Linked DNA regions of Mus musculus: region 2 is linked to region 1. Evidence: chromatin contacts called from public promoter capture Hi-C data. All regions are on one chromosome and are shown on one strand. Each heading gives the region's core, a stretch centred on a gene start, on an enhancer-like site or on the middle of the called end of the contact. The rest is flanking DNA. Distances are from core to core; before and after follow the strand shown. Region 1 holds the start of Cgrrf1 (cell growth regulator with ring finger domain 1). Region 2 holds the start of Ang (angiogenin, ribonuclease, RNase A family, 5).

The links. Promoter capture Hi-C pulls out the DNA fragments that hold promoters and counts their contacts.
Region 2: a promoter capture Hi-C map of pre-B cells shows a contact between it and region 1, with 5 times the contacts expected there. The contact joins the promoter of Ang here to the promoter of Cgrrf1 in region 1. A contact is called at or near these places in 1 of 39 promoter capture datasets (pre-B cells) and 1 of 484 Hi-C or Micro-C datasets (CD8 T cells).

What each region holds. Positions count from the first base shown.
Region 1 is chr14:46,829,247-46,835,802 of GRCm38.p6, forward strand. It overlaps Cgrrf1 (cell growth regulator with ring finger domain 1), which reads left to right and starts at 2,888. Exons shown (of 6, transcript NM_026832.4): 1 at 2,888-3,133. The coding sequence starts at 3,030.
Region 2 is chr14:51,093,459-51,099,561 of GRCm38.p6, forward strand. It overlaps Ang (angiogenin, ribonuclease, RNase A family, 5), which reads left to right and starts at 2,542. Exons shown (of 2, transcript NM_007447.3): 1 at 2,542-3,015. It overlaps Rnase4 (ribonuclease, RNase A family 4), which reads left to right and starts at 2,542. Exons shown (of 2, transcript NM_201239.3): 1 at 2,542-3,015.

The sequences.
Region 1 (6,556 bases), core at 1,638-4,137:
CTGTGTGGGGATATGCAAATGTACTCGTGAGAAACCAGAAGCAGATGCCCGAGCTGGAATTACAGTGATCCTGGGCCACTGGATTGGGAGCTGGGAACCGATGCTAGTCTTCTGGAATAGCAGGACCACTCTCAGCTGCTGTGCTGCCTCTCCAGCCTCCACATTTTTTTTTTCTTAATTAGACATGAGTAGGTGTATTAATCTCTTTTCTCAGCTGCTGGACAGACCACCTGCCAACAGTGTAAGGGAGGCAAAGTTTCTTTGACTCCAGGATTTCAGACTAGAGTGTGTCATAGCAAGGAAGGTGTGTCCCTGAGCATGTAGCTCAGGCTCCTCACAATCATAGCAGATCAGGATGCAGTGGAAGCAGGGTCAGGTGACAACCCCCTTAGGCTCTCCCCCAGGCACCTACCACCTTAATCTGGGTCTCAGCTCCTGAAGATCCCCCAGATTCTCCAAACAGCCACACATCTGGGGACCAAATGTTCAAATATAGCCTACTGGAGCCATTTCACATTCAAGCACTATCAGTCAAGATGTGTAGGAGTGGGCGTGTCAAATGAGACCTCAGGGTCTTTGTTTTAAAGAGATATCATCCTGTCTCCAACAAAGCGGAAGGCAAGGACTGCCCCCCCCAAGAGGGGAAGAGAGAGAGAGAATAAACCTATATTGTATTTTTGGGAAGGAAGAGGAGAAGAAGGAAGAGAGGAAAGACCAAGGATGAGCAAAAGCAAAAAACCATTGATATATGTGTATAAAACAACACTCATTACTTTGTAAATTTACCTAAAATTTTATTTTAAAAAGAACAAGAAAAACAGGGCATGCCAACCCAGGACTTTTACCAGTGGAATTAGATTTTTGCTATAGAAAAGTCATTGGTGGTGGAGGAGAGAGTCACCGTGTGTGCAGAATACACAGGACAGGTCCTGCAGAGAGGGTCACCGTGTGTGCAGAATACACAGGACAGGTCCTGCAGTGAGGGACACTGTGTGCAGAGTACACAGGAGAGGTCCTGCAGAGAGGGACACTGTGTGCAGAGTACACAGGAGAGATCCTGCAGTGAGGGACACTGTGTGCAGAGTACACAGGACAGGTCCTGCAGAGAGGGTCACCGTGTGTGCAGAATACACAGGAGAGATCCTGCAGAGAGGGACACTGTGTGCAGAGTACACAGGAGAGGTCCTGCAGTAAGGGACACTGTGTGTGCAGAGTACACAGGACAGGTCCTGTGTTAGACACATATTTCAGTGGCTGTAGTAAATCCAAGCAGGAAATGGTAAAGACTTGAGCTAAATCTCCGCTCCTGTTTGTTTAGAGAGTTCCTCAGGATAAGCTAGGCTGGCTTCCCGTTCCTTTATTTCTGATTTGGAGCTGGCTCTCGTGTCTGGATTGGTGAATTGTTCTTTTCTGATTTGTATCTTCCAAAGCATTACTTTATTTATTTTTTTTCTTTTCTTGCTTCCTCTCTTCTTTACACTTTGGGAAATGTTTACTTTTCTTTCATTACATTATATTTACTATGGCCCATGCTTGCAGAGGTCTGAAGACAACTGTATTCTCCTTTTACCACGTGGTTCCAGAAGGTTCCAGTTAGGTTGTCAGGCCTGGTAGCAAGTGCCTTTAGCCATCTTGTTGGCTTACATCTTACATCTCTTTACTGTAGGTTCAGTGGGGGTTGAGTGGGGACAAAGTCATTCCTATGTATTTAATGTTACTTTACCTGCAACTTATGTTTTTGTTTCACGATAAACATCCCTTTTCGTTTTACTGTAATAAAATTGCCTTCAGATTGGCTACCTGCAATGGTGTGATTGCATCTAACACAGTATTTCTAGACTCTAGTCTCTAAAAAAAATTAAATATACATAAAGTCCTACCTCCATGATTTAGCCTAAGTAAGTAAATTAGCTTTATGGATACTCACTGCAGTGCTTGATGTGGTAGTAAAAAACATTCCAACAACCAAGCATAGCTTAAATAAACATACTTTTACAATTCAATATCTACTAATGAGAAAATTTACATAGAAACAAGCTTAAATAGCAGTACTCCAGAAAACACAAGGCTATTTGGTCAAGGTCACTGGACGAAGCTAACTCTTCTTTTTGAAGCACACATTTCCTGGTGACTTGAGAGCATGGCATGAAACCTTTCCTTAAGCGTCCTAATGTCCACTCTCCCCTTCTTCCTCAGTAACAGGATCGGATTTGTGATGGGAGGTGTTTCTCCTGTTTATGCTGTAACTAGGGATCACATTAGGGCTTAAGTAAAAGAAATATAAAAGTGGTTTTAGGAGAAACTTCCGGGAGGCTTCTTTGAGGCACTGATGACAAGAGTGAGGAAAGGAAGCAGACATTAAGCTACTTCCTGTACTAAGATCTCCTAATAAACAAACAAAAATTAGTTACTAAAACCTTCAAAGATCTGGCTAATTCTAATTGGAGAAGAAAAAAGAGGGCCGAGGGAGTACGTATGCCGATTTTCCTTTGAATAAACTTACTTTGCAAAGGTTGATAAGGTTACAAAAAATCGCTCGCGGTAGTGACCTCTTTTCGGGTTTTCCGCGACAATCCGCAAATCGAGACCATTCCTTTCGTAGACCATTCCGTCGCGCCGATGCCGGCCCTTGTCCCATTCCCAAATTTGTCTAGGGTTTGCAGGGTTTCCAGGATACCTCGTGTATCTGAGGATCTGCATTAACTTAAATTTTGGCCCCAGATGTCAGTTAGGAATTTGAGAACAGAGCCCGGCTGGCGGAATTCTCTCAGGCCACCAATCCTGGGCGCAGGGCAGGGCGGAGCTGGTCCCTCCCTGTTACGTAGCCAGTAGTCGGGACCAGACGAGGGAGGGGCGTGGCATACCTGCTATCAACCTTGTGATTGGCATTCCGTCTCCAGTGGCCGCGGCTGTCAGCTGCCCAGAAGCCTGGGCGAGTGAGGACCTACAAAGTTTGTCCGCTCCGGGGCGCCATACCGGCTCGGGTCCGGGCCAGCCGGGCTGGGCTGGGCTGAGCCCAGGAGACCCCGATGGCCGCAGTGTTCCTGGTAACGCTCTATGAATACTCGCCGCTCTTCTACATAGCGGTGGTCTTCACCTGCTTCATCGTCACCACCGGCCTGGTATTAGGATGGTGAGTGTCCAGGGCTGGGAGTGGAGGGCGCGGGGACCGCCGGCCCGGTGTGGGGTCCGCGCAGAGGGTTCGGGTGACTCCGGGAGAGCGGTCACCGCCACCGAACACACTCGGCCCAGGCCAGGCTGCTGCCCCCGTGGGATGGGACCGCAGGGGAGAACTTGGTCCTGGTGCGGGGGTCAGAGTGCGTGTCCCGAAGGCTTTGTCCCGGGCCCCGGCCTACTTTGTGCCTAGCGGGGACCGGTCACCGGCCCCGCAGGCGCGCAGACCTGACCCAAAGGAGCTTGGCTGTTTATGACCCGAACTGACCCTTGCTTGGTCCCAGATCTTTCAGAGGAACTTTTACCCGAATTCTGTATCTACCGATTGCTAATTGAATGGCTTCTTGATGCAGTCTATTTTTTTGGAAGTGATCTTTAGTTAATAAGACGTTTTTAGAAAGGAGCGAGATTTTAGGAATAAGTTATTCTGTGGGGTGGAGGCATTTTGCTTCTAGGAGAGTTACATAACCCAGGAACAATTCTTTCAGTGTTGAGTCTCCGGTATCCCTCTTGAGGAGATGCAGTTTTATCATGTTTAGGCTTATAAAACACAGCTGGTTGAAACCACGGGACTAGCCTACAGCGGTTGCTCTCTAGACTGCAGCTTTCATAGCCCCTTGAAAAGATGGTGAACCCAAATGTATTGAACAGTGGCTCTAAATGAGCAAGAACCATGGCTGGAAGTGGACCGTACAGAAAAGGACATGAGCTGTTACAGTTGGGGAACGAGTTCTCTGAAAACTATGTGAGAACGGGAATGCATTTGCAAGAAGAACAAAGCAAACAGGTTTGAGACTGAAGCGGGCTTTGTAAATCAAGCTCAAAAATACCACTTGATTACATATTCATCGTTACTTTAAAGACTTTAACAGGTCCCGGTCCGTTTCTGATAATAGGATCTCCTTTTGGAAAAAAAGAACATGTTAATATTTCCACTTGACCCCGAGTTACAGCGTAAAACTCCCATGTTGTGGACAAGATAAGATGAAGTCCAGTCTTAAGTTGTTTTCTCTTTAAGACAGGTGGTTTCCCTGTAGCATAGTATGATTGCAGTCCTGTTTCAGCATCCCAAGTGCTGGGAATATAGGGGTGTGCCACCATACGTGGATCACTCCGTGTTATTTACTATTAACCTTTCAGGTTTTAATTGCTGTCATTTACGTCAAGGAAGTTTGTAATTAGAATTAGTGTTTACCACTTTAAAAAAAAAGTAGTCTTAATACACAGTTTTTAAAGAACTACAACACTGGTATTACTCTCTTCAACCTAACTTTCCTCTCTAAGGAAATTATCTAGTTGATAATTGCACTATATGCCTTGTTAAATAGGCCACTGGGGGAAGTGGATAAAATTCATATTGCACGTAATGTGGCATCTAAGGGTAAAAGGAAGACGGGTGTGTGTGTGTGGGGGGGGGGGAAGACAGAGAGAGACAGAGACAAGGAGAGACAGGGAGACAGACTTTGGAGTCAGACAAACACAGGTTCACGCCACGTTTAAGGCTTGATTTGAATCTATAATGATTGTTTACTACCTGTGTCAGTAGGAGGTTTACAAGTGTTGCAAGTTTCTATTGTGTTATTTCTTGAAGTCTGGGCTGAGCACTGATGAGGCTGCAAGACCTCGTCAGTAAGCACCAGTCACCTCTGTCCTTATTTGAACCTAACAAGTCATGGTGAACCTAACCAACCATTCTTCCCACCCGGCTTAGCTTCACCTACGTAGATAAGCTTTTTATATTGTTATTTGCAAACTAAACCAAGGCCGGATTCACCTGCTAGAAATGATGATAACTTGGTCACCATGTTAATCTTACAGACATCTTTCTAATATCCCAACCAAGGCAACAGGAGTGAGCTAGTCAACTTGCTACACTTTTCGTCCTTGTCATTGTGTATCGGTCATATCTGCAATGTAATCTCTATTGGTTATCTGTTCTCACGTCACGCGCTGGGTCCTTGTTTCTTGCTTCTCTCCACTGTGCTGCATCTACCTGTGTTGGTGAGCATTGCTGAAAGAGCAGGAACAGCTGGCTATTAGACCCCAGTAACAATAGCCAAGAAAAGGAAAAAGAAATCACACAACAGGACATAACTGTCTTCTAGCCTCCATAGTGGCTTCTGTGAGTCCCAGCAGCACCCGTCTGTCGAATACTCTCAAATACCTTACTCAAATAATCCAGAATATCAACTTGGCAGCGATTCCCTGTCACCCTGGCATCACAGTTCAGTGAGGGATTGTCCGTCAGCCTTACTGCACCCCCCTGTATACTCTGTTAGTGAGTCTGGGACAGAAAACCGTATTTCTCCTTTGTTAGATGTCTACCATAATGCTTCACTAAGAAAGGATACAGACTGAAGTTTACACAGGCCTCGGGGCACACTGCTTCTGTTTACTTGCTTTTCTTGTATGTCTTCCTGTAGCAATAGTGCTTCACCCTGGCAGCAACTCTGGTCCCAGTTTATAATTTTCAAGTCTCCTAGATCAGCCTCATTTCATTATATTGGAGTCGCAGCTGCATAGTGTCCCAACTCCACATTTTTCTTTGTTCTGTTACTTTGTCTTAGGGATGATAGCTTGTGGCAGAGTCTCCCACTCTAGGCAAGCACTCTACCACTGAGTCACATCTTCAGTGCTAGTTAATAACTTTTAGTTAGTCTATTTCTTTCTATTCACATAGTTGATGGGGTTCTGATCTTCTGAGTGGACTATGACTGAGTGTTCTTGGGCAAAATCCCATCAAAGTTGGAGCTTGTCAGTTGGGTTAATTACAGCTTGGACACCCAGTTGTTACTGGGATATTCTTCAGCCCTTTATTAATGAGAAATGAGATCCTAGGAATCCATTGCATGTAATGGCATTGTAATTAATTTAAATAAAGATGCATTCGGTTGATTGTGATGGAGTGGTTTCTGAATTAGGTGCCTGGGGGAGCAAGTCTGTACAGCGCGTGGCTGTTGATGGCAGTCACAGCGATTCTGAGAACTGAGTGCACACCAGTGCTATGACACCTGTTTTGGGTTGCTTGGGTTATTTACAGGACGAAAACAAACGTGAAACTCTCAAACCAACTCTCAGAGAATCACAGAGTTATGGAGAGCTCCAAACCACTTTGTTCTGGGTTCCATAGTCAACTTCAAGGTTGGGTTAAAGGGTTACACTAAAGGATTGAAGCATTAGGAAGGTTAAGAACCACTGGTTTATAGGAACCGTGTATTCCATAGGAGATGGAGACAGGATAGTCAGGGTGTTAAGAGAAGCATAGAATGTTACAAGAACAGATAACATCAGTGAGGATGTGTGCTCAAGTATTTCTGGAGCCAAAGTCTCAGCATATGTTTGATTGATGGAAACTTGATTCAGTGAGGTTGAGACAGTTCAG
Region 2 (6,103 bases), core at 1,292-3,791, 4.3 Mb after region 1:
AAAGAAAGAAAGAAAGAGAGAGACAAAGAAAAAGAGCCCTGGCCTTTTGTCAGGGATTTGAGCAGGTTCTAAATCCCCCGAGGTGTCAGGTGAGGGGCCAGCGACTTCCTGGAAGATTGCTGACTGCTAATTGTCTCTGGCTGCTTCCTGGTACTCTGCTGACATTGCTCTTTAAAAAAAAGGAAGCTGCTGTGTTTGAGCAAGTTAATGTGTTAGACTAGTGGATTTTGTGTCTGTATGTGTGCTGTAGGTGTGGGTGAAGTGCCTCTGTTTTGTGGTTGTTTATCAGAAAAAGACCACATTGATATAATCATCTCTGGCTATGGGAGTTGGCTGATATTTCTCCTGGGAATTGATGAGGCCATCCAGGTTTTGCAATGGACTGGCTGTTCTCCTAACAATGAGTGGGTGACGACTCTAGCACTCAGTCCTTCCACATCTGTTTAAAAGTAATGTGTGATTAATTTAAAATAGGCACCACCATACATAGTATGTTTGCACACTGAGCATTTCGGTGACAGGTTGGATACCAGTAGAGTGGCCTCACCCTGAAGACCCTGAGTGCTATCTTTCTCTGTACTTCTGAAACAGTTTAAATGCTGGCATTTGTCAAAACATGCTTGGCACTTGTCTAATGGACACTGGTCAGGATGTGACTAGGTCTCCCTTTCAGGGGACTCTAGTACCCCAAAATTAGGCTATAACAGCTTAGTCTTCTTCTCATTTCCTTTCAGCTCACAGTTGGGTTGAGTGCAGGAGGGAGCAGACAAGGACAAAGGGGACCTTCAAGCTGGGCTGTGCCTCAACAAAGCTGAAAAGTGTTGAGGTTTGGGCCCTTTCCAAGTCTTCATGCCAGCCACTCTTCCTTCTCAAGCTGTCAGGCCCCGTTCTTAGGAAGTGTATCCATTGCGATGTGCACATTCTGGGCAGCTTTTGCTTGTTCGCTTGCTTGCTTGTTTGTTGAGACAGGATTTCTCTGCACAGCCCTGGCTGTTCTAGAACTAGCTCTGTAGACCAGGCTGACCTCAAACTCACAGAGATCCACCTGCCTCTGCCTCCCAAGTGCTGCTGGAATTAGGGGTTTGCTTTTTAAAAGACTTTACACTCTTAGAGTCTGCTCTGTGGTCAGGAACAAAAGCTCATTGGTGAAGGCAAACTAACTGATTTCAGAACTTTTTGCAGGCAAGTGTAGAACACTCCCAGGTTCATTGCAACACCTCCAATGACCTCATCAGACCCCAGGGGAAGCATCTTCCAGCTCCCACAGCCAGAGATTGCTCGGCTTAGCAATCAAGTTTATTTAATAACTGCTACCAAATCTTGCATCTCTGAACCTTTAAAGAGAAGCCCAGAATGTTTTTCGTGGTTAGAGGCTCTAGATCAGTTGATGAGGACTTATGTGTCAGTCACTGAGAATATAGAAATGAGTAAGTAAAAATTCTTCTCTGGAAAGGATCCACCCAATGGAGAGACACTGAGATTAACTAACTTAAAGGAATGTTGGCAGCCCATTTCTTCAGTTACACCAACGGAAGTGAATCCAGATCCATCCCGACCGTACTGTGGGTCCTTTATACCAGTGCAGTCTTCCCCAAGTGTTCCCAAGTCCGGGTGTGAACATGTCTGCAAGTCAGCGCCCCAAAGCTGCCTGCTTGCATTTTTGCTGCTTTCTGAGGGTTCCCTGTTCCTGCCACACAGAGGACCAGCCTTGCTGAGGGAGTCTGAAGATGCTGGAGTGCTGAATTCTTCCTCCTGCTACGGCGAGTCAGCTGATGCTCTCGTTTTTTTTTTTTTTTTTTTTTTTTTGTGCCCAGACTCACCTCAGACATCCCCAGCACGCTTCCACACAGTGAGAGATGCTTTGCCCCTGCCTCCACCTCTACTCCGCTGACAACCTGTAGGTCTCCCATCCCTATTTTTGCTTTTAGAAATTAGTACAGCTTAAATCACACATAAATATCTACACAATGATGGAGCAAAATCTAGAAATTGACAAGGAGCTAAAATATTGCAACTTTGCCCTATATACAAGATAAATGTATGGCAACTTTTAAAATTGTATGTATTTATTTATCTGCATGTATGTCTGTGTACCACACATATGCAATGCCCAGGGAGACCAGATGAAGGCATCACTACATATGGTTGGGAACTGCCATGTGGGTCTGAGAACTGAACCTGAGTAAGTGCCTGCAACCACTGAGCGATCTGTCCAGCCTTGAAGATGAATCTGTTAGAACAATTCTAGTAGATTTCTTCACTACCTCACTGTGTACTTTCTGGGTTTTAGAAGTCTGACCCCGTGGCTTGTCTACTCTTCGATCTTAGAGTTACCTCATAAGCAGAGCAGACATGCATAATTTCTTCTGTACTTGGTTCCCATAATGCTTAGATGTAGACAGCTGGTTTTGCAACTGTGCTTTAAAGAACAGGAAGCTGAGTAGCCATAAATATATATTCTTTTTTCTCCAGAGGATGGACAGAGGGAGGAGGAGCCCAGGAAGTGCTGTGTGTATTTCTGGGGGTTGGAGAGGTGGGGGCACAGTTGCCTCACTCCTTCCTTTAGACTTCTTTCAAAGTAGTTCCTGAAGTTGGCCTGAACGTCAGGGATAATATGTTTTTGGATCTATGGCATATGCACAGTGAAACTTCAGTCCTACCCTGAGCAAGGATAAGGACCATACACATAAGGAAAGAGGCAGCTTAGGAACAAAAGGCCGTGCTTAGCAAACATTATCATTGCTGAAAGAGATGTGTGGTCCACCAGGTGGTTAATATTTGACCCAGGCATGCTCAGGGGAAAGGTGAATGACTCCTTGTTTGCCCATGATTAGTGGCCTTGGTTTACAAGTCGCTGCCAAAGTAAAGATCCTTAGATAGGTTCTCCCCACCCCGTCACATGAGCACTGTATATTACCAGCCTGTGAGGAGCCTCTAGCTTCACACCGCAGGACCCTGTCTCCAGGAGCACGCAGCTGGACACATTCCCAGTCGGAGGAAAGCTGGCCAGCTTTGGTAAGATTCTTCCTTGTGGGTGTTCAACTCTCTGCTTCTTTTCCTCTGTGCTCTTTCTAGCAGTTCATCTATTTTAGTGAAACTGACTAACACCCCTTACGCTTTCTGGACTCAAACTTGCACATTAAAAAGAAAACGAGTAAGAGTTAAAATTTAAAATGAAAACAGGATTATTTGGTGTGGTTTGTATCTGGGAAGCAATTAATGGGATTTCGATCAAGGAGATGGAGATATAGGAGGGTTTCTTCAATTGTGATTAAAAGCCCCCAAAGGCTTAGGAAGCCATTTGCAGAAGGGCATGTGATCTGTCGTGTTTCCTCCATAACAAGCTTGGCTTGGCAGGAATAATAAGGAAAACCCCGAGTCTGGTGGTGGTGGTCCACACCTTTAATTTCAGCACTGGGGTGGTAGAGGCAGGCAGATCTCTGAGTTCAAGGCCAGTCTGGTCTATAAAGTGAGTTCCAGGACAGCCAGGGCTACCCAGAGAAAGCCTGTCTCCAAAAAGAAAAAGGAAAGAAAAGAAAAGAAAAAAAAAAAAAAAAAAAAAAAAGGAAAACCCGGAATCAGGAAGTACTTTCAGCAGTATTTCCTACTCAATTCTTTCCTAAAAAAAAAAAAGAAGGAAGAAAAAAGAAAAAGTTATGGACGCTCCTTAAAAACAAAGAGGAACATGAACCAAGATCAAAAGATGCTAGGTTGAGGGGAGAAAGGAGGAAAGACAGGAGGAAGACCAGGCACAGGGTGTTCTAGTCCAGTTGGACTGTTATGAAGATACACAAAGTAGGGAGAGTATACCTAGGAGAAGGGTGTTTATCACATTGCCACCCCAGCTGCAGGTAGTTTGCTACATGTCTAGTCTACATAGCACTGCCAACCCGGATTCCTGTGAGCACTACCTGGTTAAGAATGGGTAAACTGAGTCTGCACAAGAGTTGGAACTATTCCACTGCAGAAATCCGAATGACAGTCATTGTTGTGTATGCGACTAAGGTTCAGTACCTTTGGCCATGGCAGATTTACACCTGCACTCTCTAACAATAACACTCTCGCTTGTTTTCTCACAATTATACCTTGTCTGGCTTTGGGGGGAGTGTTAGAGTTAAACACACAGTGAGACAGTTTCAAGGGAGTGGACAGTAGACACTGGTGGTTGAGGTGTTCTGCTGGAAGTTGCTCCCTGGGTGTTTTAGAGAAACCATTATGAGAGACTGCATTGGGTGAGTTGGTAAAAATTAATGTGGAATTTCTGCAAATTAGAAGCAAGTAACCCCTTTCCTGGCCACATAGGCCTGAGAGCTTTCAAAGTCTAAATAGCAAGTATCTTTTTAGGATGAAGACCCCCCTATGTAGTGTTCATGGTACAGAGCCTTGGCTTACCCAGAGATCCTTCAGGGAAGATGTGTTTCAGTGAGACTGGACCAAGGTCACCCATCACCGATTTCTTCCAGTTGGTACCTTGTATCATCAACTAAGGTTATATAAATTTGCCGCTGCAATTCCAGTGTTGCTAGATTTGGCTCCTGAAACCGGTAAAGAATCCATTAGCTTAGTAAGAACCATACACTTTCAAAGCTGGAACCCCTCTCATTTATGGATGGTAAAGCATAGGCCTAAAGAGAAAAAGGAAGGAAACTATCAGAGAGATATTGAGAGCCTGCTGTGAAGCCAGCATTATGATTCAAGTAAAGAATACAGATCCCTGTCAGCTGTAGATTATAGAGCAGAAGGAAGTATGGACAGGTATATGGTTGTTTCCCTAAGATCACATGGTGTGTTTGGAAACAGCAGCCATGAAACCCAATAGCTGGTAACTGTTTGCTATATGATAGCCTTAGCATTAGGATCCTCCACATTATTGCTTTTGCTTTGGTGTCCTAAATACCCAGAGCCTGGCAACTTTAGGCACTCTGAGTGAGCCTACCAGTTCCCATTCCCCGCAACCTGGGTTTAAGTATAGGTTGGCATCTTCACAAGAGCCAACAGTCCTGCTACTGAATGGCAACATCCCTATCCACTGCTGCCACCTGCTGATCCTTTTGAGTATTACCAGCTCTTGTTATTTTGTTTGTTTAGGTTGGAGGTAGCCAGGCTAGTCCCTAAACCTGCCCAGGTCCTCCTTGCCTGCTCTGAGATTGCAGGCATGCATGCAGCATCACACCCAGATCTTCCTCCTTTTAAAAGAGAAATCACATCTAGGGAAGAGCATCCCAAGACAACATAAAGAGCTCAGCAACTGGGTGTCATGCAGCCCGGCAGCTCTGGTGAAGCAGTTGCCACACGGAAATGCTGGTAACTCTTTAGGGGTGGCTGTGCCTTCTGCACTTGTGCACCATCTCTTCTCAATAAACGAAACACACACACACACACACACACACACACACACACACACACACACACACTCACATTGGATTCTGTTACAGATCATAATCTTCTATGCTTTATGGAAGTTTGTTATTTCAGCGCTGTGAAATGACCGAGAATTTGGTGTTCTTTATAGCCTTATTCTGAGTCTGTGGTTATCATGAAACAGAAAGGATGGGCTAGTGTCAGATGCTAATTAGAAGGGCAGTTCACTTCCCACTCCATCACCTGACTTACACATGCTCAGTAGAGCCTTAGACCCCTGACCTCCTAGATTCCAAGCTATACTCCTGACTCTGCACTACTGACCAGATTATAGGCTGAGGGCCAGGACCTCAGCCTTCTACAAACAGACACATGCACACGCACGCACGCGCGCGCGCGCGCACACACACACACACACAGTAAAAGTAAGTATTCAGACTTACACATGAGAAAGACACAAAATAAAATTAATGGTTAACTTAATGCAGCTGAGAAACAAAATGCAGGGCAAAAACAAAATAAAACTTACTTGGAGCTGATTTTCTCCTTAACTAACATTTCCTTAGGCTGGCTGAAAGATGCAACATTCCCTGCATTTATTTATTTACAGACAAGGTCTCCTGTATCCCAGGCTGTCCTTGATTTGGCTATAGAGCCCAAGATGACCTTGAACTTCCAATTCTTCTGGCTCCACCTCCCTAGAACCACATAAACTGGGTGTGGTAGTTCTTAAGGAAGATCA